Regions from separate parts of the Mus musculus genome. Here all the other regions are linked to region 3. Evidence: chromatin contacts called from public Hi-C data. All regions are on one chromosome and are shown on one strand. Each heading gives the region's core, a stretch centred on a gene start, on an enhancer-like site or on the middle of the called end of the contact. The rest is flanking DNA. Distances are from core to core; before and after follow the strand shown.

Region 1 (3,350 bases), core at 179-2,678, 540 kb after region 3:
ACAGAGAAACCTTGTCTCGAAAAACAAAACAAAAAATGTGCTTCCCCATGCCCTGCCTCTGTTTTGTCCTGCCTGGTGCTAGCTGGCTTTAACACTAACAGATTCTTTGTCCCCTTCTTCCCCAACATCCTAGCATTGTCTTCTTAGTACCCTTCATAACTTAGGGAGTTGTTTTTGTTTGTTTGTCTGTTTGTTTGTTGTTTTGGGGGGGTTAGGTTTGGGGTTTTTTGGTTGGTTGGTTTTTTGTTTTAATTTTTGGAGATAGAATCCTACGTAGCCCAGGCTGGCTTTGAACTTGCTATGTAGCCGAAGATAACCTTGAACTTCTGCACCTGCTCTCTCTATTCCTGGCTACTGGGATTACAGTTATGTACCAACTTACTTTATTTCTTTTTTTAGCTGCTTGCTTTTCTCCTAGGATAACTTCCATGAGGGCTAGAGCTGTGACAGACTTACCACCCTCAGGGATGACCTTCACTCACAAAAGAGTCTTGATTCCCTATCCCCTCCTTCTCTGGGGCACGCCTCATCCCTGCTCCCTTTCAGCCTCTGCTCCTGGAGGCCTGCACACGGGGGAGGCCGGTGGATCCCTGGCACTCATGGCCCCCAGACTCATCAGCTTGTAGAGCTCTAGGTTCAATGAAAGACATTGTCTCAAAAAATAAGGTAGAGAGGCACCCCAGGAGATAACTGGTATCAACCATTGCTCTCTGGCCCCACATTCACACAGAGACATACATTCACACACACACACACACACACACACACACACACACACACACACACACTCCACAGACCCTGGAGCATATGGCAAGAAAATCCACACTACAGAGAACTCCTGGCCCAGGTGGAAACCATAGGTAACAGAGTGTAATCGCTGATGGCTGTTAGAGACCCTCTCCACATCAGCCAGGTGCAGCATCAGGACACCTAACACAAGTAGAACCTGGTTTGTGGCAGCTCATCACAGCTGGAAAACCCCTCCCAGTCCTTGAACCAGAGGGCCAAATACCATGAGGACCGAAAAGGTAGCCTGGGTGCTGTATGCATATGAGCTAGGTGGTCACGACCTCCCTGAACACCAAGAGGGTTTCTTAGAGATGCCAACCTTCCCTATTGTTTCTCCAGGACCTAACAGAGACCGCATCTTAAGACAGTTGACTGTGGTAGAGCTTACGCATGGCTCACAAGACTGTGGGGGAATGTCACTATCTAGTTGATGCCCTGCTAGAGTGTGCTGGTCAAGGCCCTGGGTGAGCCCCCTGAGGGATCTTCCCAGAGCATGTGCTAGGGCCTTGAATGTGTGGCCCTTGTCCTGTGACTAACCTTACAATGGGGCAGTTTTGTGCTGCAGCAGTCACAGAGGCTGCCTTTGCTCCAGCAACCCCTCCTCAGTATCTACTTCCTCCTACCACAAGCCTGCTGCTGGGCTCTGCCGCAGCATCCGGGCCTACACCACACCCGAAAGGCCAAAAGTTCATGGCTTCTTGACTCAGAACCCGTGGAAACGCTGTTGAAAGACCCCTCGTCTTGGCCCCTCCACTACAGATGGGTTGGATGCATCTTTTCCTCTGCAGTCGGGGCACGAGGAAGCACAGGCCAGGCACACCGGGTTTGCCTCACCGGCAGCCACGCCTGAGCCACTCCCCACCCCGACCCAGAAGGTGTGAGCAGATTTCTCACCGTCTGCCACTGCTCATTGTTGGAGGGAAGCACCAACCCCCGGCATTTGTTTGAAGGAAATTAGATCCTCACCTCCCCACTAATGAAGCCAGGCTGTGCAAACAGGGAGGCGAGGCAGCAGGCTGCCTGTCTCTCTGGCGGGTGGTGGCCCAGAAGTTGGCGCCCCAGGTGTCTCCCGGCAAGCACGACTGACAGAAGCCACCCACGCCAAGCTGGCGCACAGCTTCCCCAGGTGACACGTCTTAGTGGGTGTGTATCCCAGCCCAGAGCTGTGAGCCGCAACCTTCCTGGCAGCACTCGGGGCAGAGAGCACCCCAGCTTAAGAGAGACCTAGGTCTCTCCTCACCACGGGCATCCAGGCTCCACAGCATCAGCCTCTTCCTCCATACCTGGTAGAACCACTGTGGACACATGGATCTTTAAAGTTTCATTTTAATTGAGATAAAACTCTGTAACATAACACTTGCCACTTTAAAATGGACATGCCAACAGTTTCTAGAATGTTCACTTCTTTTAATCACACCCAAGGAAACTTGGTATCTCTAAGTCGTTCCTCGTGCCATTCCTTCAGCTCCCAGAAGTCACTAACCCGCTGTCCCGCTCTGTGCATCTGCTGCCCTACCAACAGAGTCACATGATTCCTGATCTCTCCTGACCAGCTTTCCACTCAGCACAGTGTCTTAAAGATCAATCATTACAGAAACACTTTCTTCAGTCTTCTGCATGGCTAAATAGTATTCCACGGGCTGGTGAGATGGCTCAGTGGGTAAGAGCACCCGACTGCTCTTCTGAAGGTCCGGAGTTCAAATCCCAGCAACCACATGGTGGCTCAGAACCATCCATAATGAGATCTGACTCCCTCTTCTGGAGTGTCTGAAGATAGCTACAGTGTACTTACATATAATAAATAATAAATAAATCTTAAAAAAAAATAGTATTCCACTAGATGTGTGAGCCACATTTGGCTTGTCCCCACTTCTGGGCTATTATGAATAATACCCTCATGAGTATTCTTAGACTGGCCTGTGGGGACATGTCATACCCAGGACCAGTTCTACCATTGATGGTAATTCTCCCACACCCACACCACCAGGGCCAGCCCTCCCACACTGCCCAGTTGCGGTGGGGGATGAGGAGGCAAGATGGGAAGGGGGAAGACAATTACACAGCTTTCCTGCTTGCCATAGGTATCCAGGGGTGAGGGTGAGGGGGCACTTCTCCAGAGTTCACACCCTCAAGGCAGAGCCAGCTCTCCCAGGCTGCCCAGGTGAGGGCTGGGGCCTGCTCTCTTATGCTGCCCAGGCAAAGGGTGGAGCAGCTCTCTCAAGTTCCACAGCTGGTGAAGGGTGGGGCCCACTCTGCACAGCACTCAAACATCAAACTGGCCCTGGAGGTAGCTCAGATTACGGACTGGACATTCACATGACCTTTGGTGGTTACATGGGCCACAGACATCAACACAGACCCCTGCTGCTTCAAGACCATGGACCCAGATGTGGCCCTCAGTGGCAGCACAGGCTGGGACCTCACCATGGCCTCAGGTGGCAGCACAGGCTCCTCACAACAAGCTGTTCCTCTCCATCATCATGTCTCCAGTTCCTCCTCTCTTCACAGTGCACCCGCCATTCTGCTTCTCTTTCCCTCCTAGCTCTCTACCACACATTTGC
Region 2 (3,406 bases), core at 586-3,085, 650 kb after region 3:
AGCAAGGGCCTCCCACTCCCTGCCCTCCCTCTCTCTTCTTCCTGCCTCCCCATCCCCTCTTCCTCTCTTCCTTTGCCTGTCTCCTTAGAGCCTGGAGCCACAGCACCCCCTGCTGTCCTCACACTGCATTGCGTCCTGAGACCACATTGCCATCTCTGGGTTATGTTTCCTAAGGTGTGTGGTGCTGTCTATGCAGCCAGAGATTCTGGACCTCAGAACCTCTATCTGGTACTGAAGGGCAAGGCCTGGGGTCCCCACTGGTGTGCCAGCCACTGTGGTGGGACAAGCAGAATGCAGGCACCCCAAGTCTCCAACCATGCTGGATTCCCACTAAGCCTCCCATCTTCTGCAGCTTCCTTTCAGAACCTGGAGAAGGTTCTGCCGGGCTTGGAAGAGGACAGCCCAGGAACGGGCTTCAGATTTAAAGTACACTTAAAGCAAAGGAAAAACAAAGTCACATGACAAATGGGAAATTGCAGCCCTTCACAAGCCGAATGAGAGGTCAGCACAGAGAACAGCCTCACAGGAGAAAAACAGTGGAGACTCGGAGCAGAAGGTCTGCAGGGGAACGAAAAAAAAAAGCCCAAATGGCCCTGAGCTGGACAAGGCTGTCTCTACAAATGATGAGTGAACCAGAGATCTGCAGGCTGCAGGCACCATTAGTCACCATCAGAAATGCAGTGTGCCCTCGGGTGTGCCTGCAGCATTGTGGAAACAACCCTCCTGAGCTGCCAACACCACCAAGGACGGACCCAGCACACAATGACGGGTCCTACAGACACAGGGTGTCTCTACAGTTACACCCTGGGAGCTAGGGCATTGTCTCCTTGGAACTGCTGACAACACCCTGCCCAGGAGCTGGTGTTACATAAGCTCTGCTATGTCACAGGAAGAGGGCCTCTGGCTGGGGAGGGCTGTGAGTACCCAGTGCAGCAGTATGCCCCAGACTGCACTGGGAAGCCTCTGGGCTGGCTGTCCAACCTTCACTGGACTACCTCTAAGAACAGGAGACTCACCCTGTTACAGGGAGGGGAAGCTAGAGCTGGAGGTCAGGACTCACACCCAGGGAGTAGACCCACCTCCCTGCTCCACAGTATCCTGGGAGTCCAGCCACCCTAGCCTTCAGCAAACGCCATGAAGACCCATGGCCAGGAGTCTGGGGATGTCCACTACTGTGCTGAATAACACTGGCAGTTCCCTTTCCACTCTGAGTCAATGCAGGTAACCTGTCCTCCTTCAAAGAGGACTATCCCAGCACACACAGACAAGACCAGCCTCCTCTAACTCTTCCTGGACTCCGTAGTTTAGTCCTAACATTTGGTTTTGCCTAAACTGGCATTCTGGGTATGTTGGGAAGCAACTCTGCCTGTATCTTCTCTCCTTTATGGCCTTAGTCTCCACTGCCTCCCCAGCTAACAATAGCCTCTTTACATCACCCCCCCCCCTTCTCATCCAGGCTATTTATTTGCCTGTTATCTGTGATTTCTAGTAGAACACAGCCCAGAGGACAGGGGCCCTGTCTATTCTATACACCACCAGAGCCTAGAGCACTGACTGGCACATAGTAGGTATTTAGTAAATGTCTGCATGAATGAGCAACTGCAGATTGGGAGCAGCAGGCTGGAAGAGGGCTGCTGCACACAGGGCCAAAGTCAGGGTCTGGCCATGAGCCCTGCTTTGAGCGGCATCCAGTCAGGCAGGTCCCATGCACTGTCAAGCCCCTGCCTTTGTGCCCCTTCCCCTCCCATCAGTCTCCTCAGGCAGGGAAGAGGCCAAGAGGTCATGGGTCTCCTAGAGACACACTGGGGGGCAGGGGGAGGGTCTCTATTCAATAGGAAGCATTGTGACACCTAATCACTCTGTTCCTGGTGGAGGGTGTCACAGGGGTGATTCTCAGTAGCCTCAGTAGCCTAACAGAAAATTAGCATGGCAGCCAGCAAGAACAAAGAGGCAGATCCCTCCCCCCCCCCAGGGGGCCCTGCTCACAGCCAAGCTCTCCCTCACAGTATCCCAGCCCTTTAAGCCTAGCCTCTCACAGGCCTTAGACAGAGGAGGCCCTGAGAACTCTCACAGATGCAGGTGCTCTGACAAACGCGTGGAGGAAATGAGCAGGTGCTCAGCAGCCCTGTGGATGGGCCCCTCTGTATGGAGCTCTCCTGCGCATGCCTGTGCTGTCTGGTCTTTTGTTTTTAATGTAGACTTTGCAAGAGAGGACACACAGAACTTGGAATAATGGGTCTGTAGTAGAAAGGATCCCTTTCCACACCTGGCTCCCACCCTGCCCCCAAGATAAGCACGCCCACTGAATCCTTGCAAGATTTCTTTATGCATATAGAGAGATGTGGACATAAGGACAGATGGACACACACACACACATGCACTCTAAGCTTGGCTCTGCCTGTTATACCTCTCCATTACACTCCGTCTGGAGTCTCTTCTTCATCAGAATGTATCTTGAACCCCTGTGGCTCTCCTGAAAGCCTGTGTGTCACTTCACAGTGAATCCCCTCTTGTTGGACATTAAGGGTACTTCCAGCTCTCTGCTTTAGCAGATGATATCTTGATATGCCAATCTTTACACATTCCTCCCTCTGCAAGCTGCTTTTCTTTTTTGCTCAATAATAAATGATGCTTATCTTCCCGGGTAAACAGCCCTGCCAGTCCTTTGAGAGCTGAATAGCATGCCATTGTGCTTTCTAGCCAAAGCAGATGTAACCACTCCCTCACTGGAGTCTAGACTGTTGCCAGCATTTTGTTATTACAGGCTGCTCTGCAGGGACATTCCTTCAAGCTAAGCCTTGGCACATGTCCTTAATTCTCTCCTCGGCCACGTGCCCAGAGATGGAATTTATAGGTCAAAGGGTGTGGTTTTTTTTTCTTTTATCTTTTTTTGGTGCCACATTTTAAAATCCTTTGAAGTGTGTGTGTGTGTGTCTGTGTGTGTCTGTGTGTGTCTGTGTCTGTGTGTCTGAGTGTTTTGTATTTTCTTTTAGGCTAGAGGTTCCTGGAGGTGCCCTCAAAGCTTTCCTGTGGTTTTGCATAATGGGCTCTGTATGCTTTCTCTCCCTCCCTCTAAAATTGCTCAGCCATCGTCTGCGCCTGCCTCATGGGTGGGAGCAGACTAAGTCTTTCCCCAGCCTGGAAGCTTTTTCCCCTGAGCAAAATGTGGGAGGAGCTGTAGCTCACTGGAGTTCCTGTGTGACCTGGGCAGCCAGGGAAAGCAGGGTGTGGTGGTGTGTCCATAGCCACAGCTGCTCCTGCTCTGAGGTTGAGTTGGCCTGAGACCTGGGACAAACATCTCACCACTAGGAAGCATTACCCAGACTCAAGCAGAGGAGCCTGAGTTCCAGGCCAGCCTGGTCTACAAAGGGAACTCCTGGCAAGCCAGTGCAACATAGTGAGCAAA
Region 3 (3,265 bases), core at 636-3,135:
GTTATGGGAATTGACTAATAATACTCTGTTGCCTGCATGTAGTGTTATGTACATGAACCTTTACTACATATTTAATTTAACAAGTATTTTAGCATTTCTAATGCGCCTCGGGACTTTTTCAGGCACCGAGGATGCAGCTAGAGCAAAGTGGAATCCTAGCTGTCATGATTGGGGCTTATATTCTGGTGCTGGTGGACAAGAAATCAAATGTATGTTGTGTCAGATTGTGAAGTTCCATGAAGAGAAATCAGGCAGAGTACTGAGAGTGGGAGGTGGAGGCAGGGTTTTGGTCAGGGAGATGTGACAAGTTTCCTTGTGCTTAGCCTACTCTGGACTCGGTTGTGTTCCCTGTTTTTTTTAGCTCACTTGCCATCTCTACCTATTTCTGCCTTGCTGCCTGTGTGAGCCATGTGTGTGAGCCATGTGTGTCTGAGGGTCATATGGAGAGAGCTGTATCTCGAGCATGCCTTCTTGCTCTTGAGAACAAATACTCTATTGCTCCAGCACAGAGGAACACCGTTTAAAACATGGACCCAGAATTCCAGTGGCCTGCTGTGCTGGGGTAGCTTCTTCATCTGCTTTGCACCTTGATTACCAGGGCTGGGAGGTGGGTGTGAGGGGTGCCAGGCATTTGCTCCCTGGCACATTAGTGCATACACTGTACTTCCTTTGACTCTGATCTTCTTTAGTTGGATTACAGGATGCAGCTCATCTGTCAATAGTTCTTCTGTTGGGTACTTCCCTTGGTAAGGCAGCACTGGCTCCTCACAACTTTCATTTACAGGGTGGCCATATGACTTGCCCAGACTATGTAACTATCTGCATAGTTCTTTATGAGTGGCTGGAAAAAGTAGGAAAGAGGTCCTTCTTGGACTTTACCTCACTCTGGGGAATTTTGGAAGTGTCAGCCTAGCATGCCACAGTGTCAGGAACAGACCCCTTCTCCTTAGGGTCCCTTGCTACAACAGCATGAGTTCAGGTCCAGGTATCAGACTTGGATGTTATCAGACCCAGAAGGTGTATTAAATAGAACCTACAATCATTGTGTGTGGATTCTGGGCACTATGGGAAGAGACTTGCACAAGGTCAGGAGAGCCTGGGCACACCGCTTTCAAAGTTCCTTGGTTCAATCCTTTCATTTACCTCTGTGCACTTGGCATGTGTGTGGCCTGAACTATAACCCATGTTGGTTTGGTATGTACCAGTCACACTGAATAGCTAGCATTTATGGTTTTGTGTGTGTGTGTGTGTGTGTGCAAATGCTTTCTGCAGTTTACCTCAGTGAAGCCCTGGAGTCACTTACATTATTTCCATATCACAGATGAAGAAACTGATTTAGAGATAAGAAGGCCCCTGCCCAATGTCATGCAGCTTAGCTAGAATTCAGACCCAGATGGGCCTGACTGCAGGACTCTTTCTCCTGAGCTCTGTGGAAGCCAGTAGCCTGAGCATGCTTCTGACTTAGGTCAGGAAAGGGAAGCGCAGAGATAGGAAGAGATCTTTGTCCCTTATCCCTTGCCACAGCTCTCTGCTGGCCACATGGAACACTTTCTTTCTTCCTCTGGTGGTATAGTGACAAGAGGTCTAGTGGCACTGAGCACCCAGCCCTGTCTGGCTTTGGAGGCCTCTGTTCTGGTTTTGTTGGTGCAGGGAGCATTGCCCAGATGGTGTTTATTCTCGCATGACTACTGTGTGTGTGTGTTTGTTGATTAAAAATATTACTTGCTGTATTTTGTAGCAACATTAAAAAATATTACAAATTTCTTACCGCCAACAAGAACTGTGCCAATGTTTTCCTTAACCCTTCATTCACCAGGCAGTGTGGTTCTGTTGATGCCACCTATGCCAGGGCTGGCAAATCAGAGCCTGTGACTCACCGTGGCAGCCCTCGACTTTGACTTCCTCTTCTCCTGGAGTCAGGGTTGACCTCTTACCCTGATCTACTCCCTGCCCTCCCCTCAAGAACCAATTGGTAGTGTTTTCTGATTTCTGGATTTCTGTAGTAGAAATACTCCCTCCCAGGTCAATTTCAAACAGCTATCATGATGTCAATTAGTTTGCTAAATTTTCTGAAAACTTAAAAATCAGCTTTCAGGAGCTGTTTCCTGCACGGTGGTAGGATGGCCACATACTCTTTCCATCTTGTTATGTTCTCACCTCAGAGGCTCCCTTCGGGAATACTATACTCAGTGTACCCTAGTACACTGACTTCAGTATGTGTCTGCTGTTTCTTGCTCTGAAACTGACCTTCACTTCCCAGTTGTGTTCAGAGAAGGAACATGACCTCTGAAGGCTCTTTCCCTTTTTTGATCTCAGGATTTTTGGTATCCACACAGTAGTGTATTATTTTCTTAGTGGTTTCTCTTCATTTCTCCTTTATCCATGTTCTTTCAATAATGTGGGAATCACATTTTTTTCCTCTTCTTTAAGTCCCAGCTCTCATTCATTCCTATTAGACAAGACAACTGCCACTGGGTTGTTCATGTTTGTGTTCTCTCTCCTCTCTCGTCTCCTTTCCCTTCCCTTCCTTTCCCTTCCCTTCCCTTTCCTTCCCTTTCCCCTTCCCCTCCCCTCCCCTCCCCTCTCCTCTCTCTCTCTCTCTCTCTCTCATGAAATATGATCAGCATAATGTATAATCTATTCCTTGCCCCAAGCTGCTGATAATTGTTTTTGTGTCTGGAGATTTTCCTGGATGGATAGACCACATAGGTTTATGTTATGCAGGCTGTGGATGTCTATGTTTAGCTTCTTTCACATAGCATGTTTTCTGGGATTGTCCATATGATAGTATGCATCAATATTTCATTCCTTTTTATTATTCAATAGTATTCCATTGTATAGATGTTTATATTTTTATTTACTTACTTTCATACGTTAGTTGAACATCTAGGTGCTCTCTTATTGGCCACTCTGGATAAGCTGTTGTGAACATTAGTGTAGAAGCATGTGTGGGCATGCTTCCTTTCTCTTTGGCTTGAGCTGATTGTTAGAACTGCTGGATCATTTGGGTAACTCTATGTTTAACCTCTGGAAACCCTTCCAGACTCTTTCCAGTCCTGCCTATACTATGTTATACCCCGCATTGTACAAGTCTTCTGATCTCTGTAGCTGTGCAGACGTACTGTTCTGATCAGACACAGCTGCTCTGATGGATGTGAAGTGTTCTCTCAGCATGCCTTTCTTTATTTTTTATCTCTGTAATGACTGATATTAAATGACTGCTCTTGTTCTTCTTGGCTCTCTGTCTATTTTTGCTAGATAACTT

What was found. Hi-C and Micro-C count contacts between places; a contact is called where the count stands out from the background.
Region 1: a contact with region 3 is called in a Hi-C map of bone marrow-derived macrophages, with 13 read pairs. The contact joins two enhancer-like sites. A contact is called at or near these places in 3 of 484 Hi-C or Micro-C datasets (the AML12 cell line, the G1E-ER4 cell line and bone marrow-derived macrophages) and 2 of 115 datasets of contacts at active chromatin or transcription factors (embryonic basal ganglia and large pre-B cells).
Region 2: a Hi-C map of bone marrow-derived macrophages shows a contact between it and region 3, with 11 read pairs. The contact joins two enhancer-like sites. A contact is called at or near these places in 1 of 39 promoter capture datasets (pre-B cells), 7 of 484 Hi-C or Micro-C datasets (the C10 cell line, CD8 T cells, bone marrow-derived macrophages and 4 more), 3 of 115 datasets of contacts at active chromatin or transcription factors (bone marrow-derived dendritic cells, embryonic basal ganglia and epiblast stem cells) and 1 of 9 other capture datasets (embryonic stem cells).

What each region holds. Positions count from the first base shown.
Region 1 is chr6:89,041,134-89,044,483 of GRCm38.p6, reverse strand. No RefSeq gene overlaps it. Among named protein-coding and RNA genes, the nearest start is that of Gm36639, 19 kb to the right of the region's middle. Within about 2 kb of position 1,428, at least 65 of the 459 cell types and tissues checked have an H3K27ac peak or open chromatin away from gene starts, as enhancers often do. A contact at or near this core is called in bone marrow-derived macrophages, where this site is marked.
Region 2 is chr6:88,924,445-88,927,850 of GRCm38.p6, reverse strand. No RefSeq gene overlaps it. Among named protein-coding and RNA genes, the nearest start is that of Gm36268, 9.0 kb to the right of the region's middle. Within about 2 kb of position 1,835, at least 215 of the 459 cell types and tissues checked have an H3K27ac peak or open chromatin away from gene starts, as enhancers often do. A contact at or near this core is called in bone marrow-derived macrophages, where this site is marked.
Region 3 is chr6:89,578,576-89,581,840 of GRCm38.p6, reverse strand. The region is part of intron 1 of Chchd6 (coiled-coil-helix-coiled-coil-helix domain containing 6); the gene reads left to right. Among named protein-coding and RNA genes, the nearest start is that of Chchd6, 15 kb to the left of the region's middle. Within about 2 kb of position 1,885, at least 9 of the 459 cell types and tissues checked have an H3K27ac peak or open chromatin away from gene starts, as enhancers often do. A contact at or near this core is called in bone marrow-derived macrophages, where this site is marked.